2 separate regions of the Mus musculus genome follow, and region 2 is linked to region 1. The links are chromatin contacts, called in public capture Hi-C maps. All regions are on one chromosome and are shown on one strand. Each heading gives the region's core, a stretch centred on a gene start, on an enhancer-like site or on the middle of the called end of the contact. The rest is flanking DNA. Distances are from core to core; before and after follow the strand shown.

The links. Capture Hi-C pulls out chosen DNA fragments and counts their contacts.
Region 2: a capture Hi-C map of embryonic stem cells shows a contact between it and region 1, with 2.8 times the contacts expected there. The contact joins two enhancer-like sites. A contact is called at or near these places in 6 of 39 promoter capture datasets (embryonic stem cells, maxillary cranial neural crest and stem cell-derived epiblast-like cells), 2 of 484 Hi-C or Micro-C datasets (both in embryonic stem cells), 9 of 115 datasets of contacts at active chromatin or transcription factors (the HPC-7 cell line, the SCID.adh cell line, bone marrow-derived macrophages and 3 more) and 2 of 9 other capture datasets (adipose tissue and embryonic stem cells).

Annotation. Positions count from the first base shown.
Region 1 is chr17:46,593,576-46,596,319 of GRCm38.p6, forward strand. The region is part of intron 1 of Ptk7 (PTK7 protein tyrosine kinase 7); the gene reads right to left. Among named protein-coding and RNA genes, the nearest start is that of Ptk7, 35 kb to the right of the region's middle. Within about 2 kb of position 1,391, at least 51 of the 459 cell types and tissues checked have an H3K27ac peak or open chromatin away from gene starts, as enhancers often do. A contact at or near this core is called in embryonic stem cells, where this site is marked.
Region 2 is chr17:46,693,347-46,696,090 of GRCm38.p6, forward strand. The region is part of intron 2 of Ppp2r5d (protein phosphatase 2, regulatory subunit B', delta); the gene reads right to left. Among named protein-coding and RNA genes, the nearest start is that of Ppp2r5d, 10 kb to the right of the region's middle. Within about 2 kb of position 1,390, at least 2 of the 459 cell types and tissues checked have an H3K27ac peak or open chromatin away from gene starts, as enhancers often do. A contact at or near this core is called in embryonic stem cells, where this site is marked.

The sequences.
Region 1 (2,744 bases), core at 141-2,640:
ACAGACAATACCAGGCTCACAAAGACACTCAGAGAACACTGGGTGACCTGAAGAAAAATTCATGTCTAGGGTGGCTTTGGCATCAGGCGCGTTTGCCCACTTCCACCTGTGGCTGGCAGAATCAGCTCTACTCCACGGTCCTCTGCAAATCTTGGGACCCTCAACCCATAACTCCAGGATGTTCACCAAAGAGCAGAGACATCACCTATGACAGTCAGGGTGTCCAACTTGCTGCTCAGAATAGGATGAATACAGTCGAACCCAAGATTGTAAACTTGCTTAAAACACATGAGTCTTAAAAAACAAAACAAAACAAGTGTGTACGTATGCATCCATGTGTGCACACGTATGGAGAGGTCAGAGGTCAACCTCAGATACCACTCCATGTGGGCTCTGGGGATTGAACTCAGGTCTTCTGTAGGCAGATTGCCTATCTGAGGATAATTTGTTAAGAGTTGGTTCTCCCCTTCCACCATATGGGTTCTAGGAATTGAACTTGGCTTATTCACCAAGTGTGATGGTAAGGGCCAGAGGTTTAACCATCTCACTGGTTAAACGGATGAAAAAAAATGTTGGGGGGTGGGGGTGGGCAACGTGATTGCATGTGTGGGTTTTTTTATTCCCTTAAAGGCTTTTTTTTTTTTTTTTTTTTTTTTGGTTTTTCAAGACAGGGTTTCTCTGTATAGCTCTGGCTGTCCTGGAACTCACTTTGTAGAGCAGGCTGGCCTCGACCTCAGAAATCCGCCTGCCTCTGCCTCCCAAGTGCTGGGATTAAAGGCGTGTGCCACCACCGCCCGGCTGGCTTATTTTATTTTTAAGGATGTATTAGAGTGTGTTCAGCTTCAGACAGAGCCAAGTCTGATCCTGTCATGCTCCGTGTTCTTCCCACAGGAAGATCTTGTGAGCCACAATGCAGCTCTGTGTGTGTGAAAGGCCTTGACCGGAATTCACCTTTGGTAAGAGGCAACTACTGTTAAGCCCAGGAACTCTCTTCCTGCGCAAGGATTCAAACCCTCAGAATATTAGACAACTCTCCTCACGCCAAAGCTCTGGGATGTGCTAAAGCCTAGACAGACGAGCAGAGAACAACCAGATGGTGGGTGGGACAACGGGATAGGCCCTGAGGGTACAGGAGCCCCAGACCACCTGCTGCAGAAACCTGAGAAGAGCCTATGTAACTCTGAGGGACACGGCTCAGCCCCAACCCCCAGCTTTCCACATCCCCTCCTGGGATCAGGACTATGCTTCTCTAGAGCTGTGACCAGAGCCGCAGCATTCCCAGACTGCCACTCAGAGCCCCCGCCATTCCGCACCCCTATGACATGGCCTGGGAAACATCAAAGCCGGGCCTCCCAGGGGCCTCTGTCTTGACGTCAGCTCACAGCAGGTCCTGGTTAGTGCCTGGCTGGGGTACACTTAGATGTTTCCAAAGCCAGCAGAAAGGAGCCTCCGGGCTTCTCAGAGCCCCTGCTCAGTGGCCCCCACATTTGCTTAGAAGGCAGTGGGAATGTGCCCGGGCCGCCAACCTGTATGGCTCATTGTAAACATTGCTCCATCGACGTTTTGGGGAACCGGAGAGTCCCTGGCAGTGATGCCAGACCCCAGGAGCTCTTAGCTTTGTGCAGAGGCGGCTTTCGGGGGACTAAGGTGGTACCTATCCCAAGGTGGCTTCATTTCTTGTCCTTACCTCTAACTAGAGGGATGGTCTGAGAAAGGCCTTCTCTGGACTCGGGTCTCCTAAAGCTGCACTGCCTCTCTTCACTGGGCCCTGTGGAGCTGCATGCAGCACAGCAACCTACTACGTAATGGCAGCCCTACCCAGGTATAATCTGGGGGTGCCGAGACACCAGGCTGATCAGGGGCTAAGTGGATTTATGTAGCTGAGGTCCACATCTACCAGGGAACATCCAGAAAGGGAGAGGTGGGTAGGAGCTTTGCCTGTGGGCATGAGTAACCCAAGAATCTCCTTAGCAACAAGATGTAGGCAGAGCTATGTCTCTACCACAGAATCCCCAGCTCGAGCTTCAAACACCTCATGCATGAAGGCGCTTTCTGCGCCTTACCTCTGGCTCATTAACGGTCCACCACATAGACACTTACAGGACTGTACCTTTAGTCCTCTTTTTTTTTTAAAGATTTATTTATTTTATTTTATGTATGTGAGTACACTGCAGCTGTACGGATTGTTGTGAGCCTTCCTGTGGCTGTTGGGAATTGCATTTTAGGACCTCTGCTTGCTCCATTCAACCCTGCTCTCTGCGGTTGGCCCCACTTGCTCTGGTCAACTCTACTCGCTCAGTCCCTGCTTGCTCTAGCCCTAAGATTTATTTATTATTATACATAAGTACACTGTAGCTAACTTCAGACACACCAGAAGAGGGCGTCAGATCTCATTATGGATGGTTGTGAGCCACCATGTGGTTGCTGGGATTTGAACTCAGGACCTCTGGAAGAGCAGTTGGTGCTCTTAACCACTGAGCCATCTCACCAGCCCCTAGTCAGTCCTAGCCTCTTTAAAAAAAAAAAAAAAAAAAAAGCCAGGGCTGAAGAGATGGCTCAGTGGTTAAGGGAGCTTACTGCTCTTCCAGAGGACGTGAGTTCAAATCCCAGCAACCACATGGTGGCTCACAACCATCTGTAATAGGATCTGATGCCCTCTTCTGGTGTGTCTGAAGAGAGTGACAGTGTGGTCACATTAAATCAATCAATCAATCAATCAATCAAAGAAGAAGGAGGAGGAGGAG
Region 2 (2,744 bases), core at 140-2,639, 100 kb after region 1:
TGTGAGCTGCCATTTTGCTGAGGCTCACAAGCACTGCAGGAGTACTCCACCTCCTCAGTCCTCTACGGCTCTAAGGATGGAATCTGCCCTCCCACCTGTGCTTATCGACTGAGCCACTGGCCTGGCCCCAGCTCTCCTTTCAAAAGGACCACTGGCAGGACCCAGTATAGGAAACCACTGAGAGACGCCAGCCCAGAGCAAAGGCCCTGACTGCCAAGGCCCAGGGGGGCATCTCTTGTCTGTCTCCCCTTCACATGCTTGTTAGAGAGCAAATGTGTGGCTGTGGCAGCCACTCACTTCACACTGGGTCATTTATTCTAAATCCTCCAGTGTCTTCTAATGTCTCTCCACTGTCCTGGGGTGGGTAGAAGACACACAAGCCCCCTGACAACTGCAGCCACCACAAGGATACCTGACCTAAGGCAACCCAGCAATTCTGCGTTCCTGCTGAACTCTGTCCTGTCTAGGCCTTCTGAAACTCTGCAGAGGCCTGAAGTACCTTCCACTGCAAAACCTACATGGCCCCCAGGAGGCCTTCATGTGCCCAGATTCCCAGCCTCTACTTCCTGAGTATGTGTGCCACCACATCAGTGTATGAGGCGCTGGGTATAGAACCCAGGGCTTTGTGCATGCTAGGCTCTACTAACTAAGCTACCTCCCTACCCCCAACTCTAAGAAATATTAACAAGAAGATGGATCATAAAATTAGAAGAAAAAGTGGTACATGCCTGTACTCCTGGGTATGCAGGAGACCAAGGCAGATGGATGGAGTTTTCAGCAAGCCTAGGCTACAAAACAAGACCAAAGCTCAAAATTAATTACAAAGTACACAGATAGAACCAAACGTGGTGGTTTATACCCATAAATCCAGCACTCAGAAGACAAAACTGAAAATGTCACTGTGGGTTGAAACCAACCTGGACTACATAGCAAGACTCCGGTGCAAAACACAATTAATAAGGGCTAGTGAGGTGGCTCAGTGGATAAAGGCATTTGTCTCCAAGGCTGACAACCTAAGCGCAATCCCCAAGACCCAAATGGTAGAAGGACAGAAGTTGCCCTGTGACCTTTGTGCAAACACACAATAAATACATAAATTAATATTTTTTAAAAAGCACAGATTACATGCTGTATCTACTGCATCATGAATTAACTGGTTTAATAACTGAAGGCTGCTTTAGTTTAAACCCTGAGATCTATAGAGGCATCCTCTCCCACTGTGACAAATGGAGCTCTGGCTAGCTGAGTTTAATTCTTCCCATCCTCCCTTTCTTCTCTAAACATCTCACTCAGCATCAAAGAGGAAAGGTGACTAGGACATGGCCCCTGTCTTCAAAGAGCTCAGAGACTGTAGGTGGGGCAGCCGCTGAAGCAGCTGATGGTACCATGGAGATGCCAGTACAGTGAACACAAAGGCTGTGGAAACAGAGGATGGGTTACCAACTGCCTGGAAGAATGAGGGAGGACATCTCTCAAGAGGGGACTTTAAAAAAGATTTATTTTTAAGGGGTGTGTGTGTCTTAACTATGATCCATCTATTCCATCCTTGAAGGGTTTTGATTTAGCTCTTAGAGGATAAAGCTGAGTTAAGTAGCAAAAAACAATAGAGGACAATAGAGCAGGTTGAGAACAATGGAACTCATGTAGGGGGGCCTGTGTCACAGAGAAGCTCTGGTTCAGGAGTCTGGACTTCCAATAATGAGGTAGATGCTAGAAAAACAAAATGGAGCCAGAAAGGCTATGGACTTTGGCTTTTAACTATGTGAGATGCCAAAATTTTATTTTGTTTTTAAGTAATCACACACTATAGCCTAGGTTAAAACTTAGAAAGTACAGACCAGGCTGGCCTTGAATTCACAGCAATCATCCTGCCTATTGTAGGACAACAGACATGCATGAGAACACCTGGCTCAATTTAGACTTTGGTGGGTCTGTTTTGTTTTTGAGACAATGTCTCTCTAAGCCCTAGCTGGCCTCAAACTCACAGAGGTTTGAGGATAACAACTGTGGCCTTGGAGCTGAAGTGGGAGACTGGACCATCCTCCCTTCCTCCGTCCCTGCACCCAGAACTCAGGACAACAGTATGCTAAAGTGTCCATTTCTGCTGGGCAGTGGTGGCGCATGCCTTTAATCCCAGCACTTGGGAGGCAGAGGCAGGTGGATTTCTGAGTTCGAGGCCAGCCTGGTCTACAGAGTGAGTTCCAGGACAGTCAGGGATGCATAGAAAAACCCTGTCTCAGAAAAAAAAAAAAAAAAAAAACACTAAAAAAACAAAACCAAGGGCCGGGCATGGTGGCGCACACCTTTGATCCCAGCACTCAGGAGGCAGAGGCAGGCGGATTTCTGAGTTCGAGGCCAGCCTGGTCTACAAAGTGAGTTCCAGGACAGCCAGGGCTATACAGAGAAACCCTGTCTCGAAAAAACAAACAAACAAACAAAAAACAAGAGTCCATTTCTCCAGAGTCAGACCAGAGAAGATCTTCACTGCAGAGGCAGGACACAGAGTCTCACCTGACATCTCAAAGCCACTTTTCATCCTAGGATCCTCCTTCAAATCTCAGAAACAAAGCATCATTTAGCCCACGAACCTCAGCTCTGCCTCTCATTCACAGAGCAACGCTGTTCCCTCCGAGCCTCCAGTTCTTCTATCAAATGGGGGTGACAAGGGAGAGATCCTGGGGGACTGCAGTGACAGTTAAGTGGGCACGCACAGATTCAGGTAGTGTGCAGCCCGACTGCCGCAG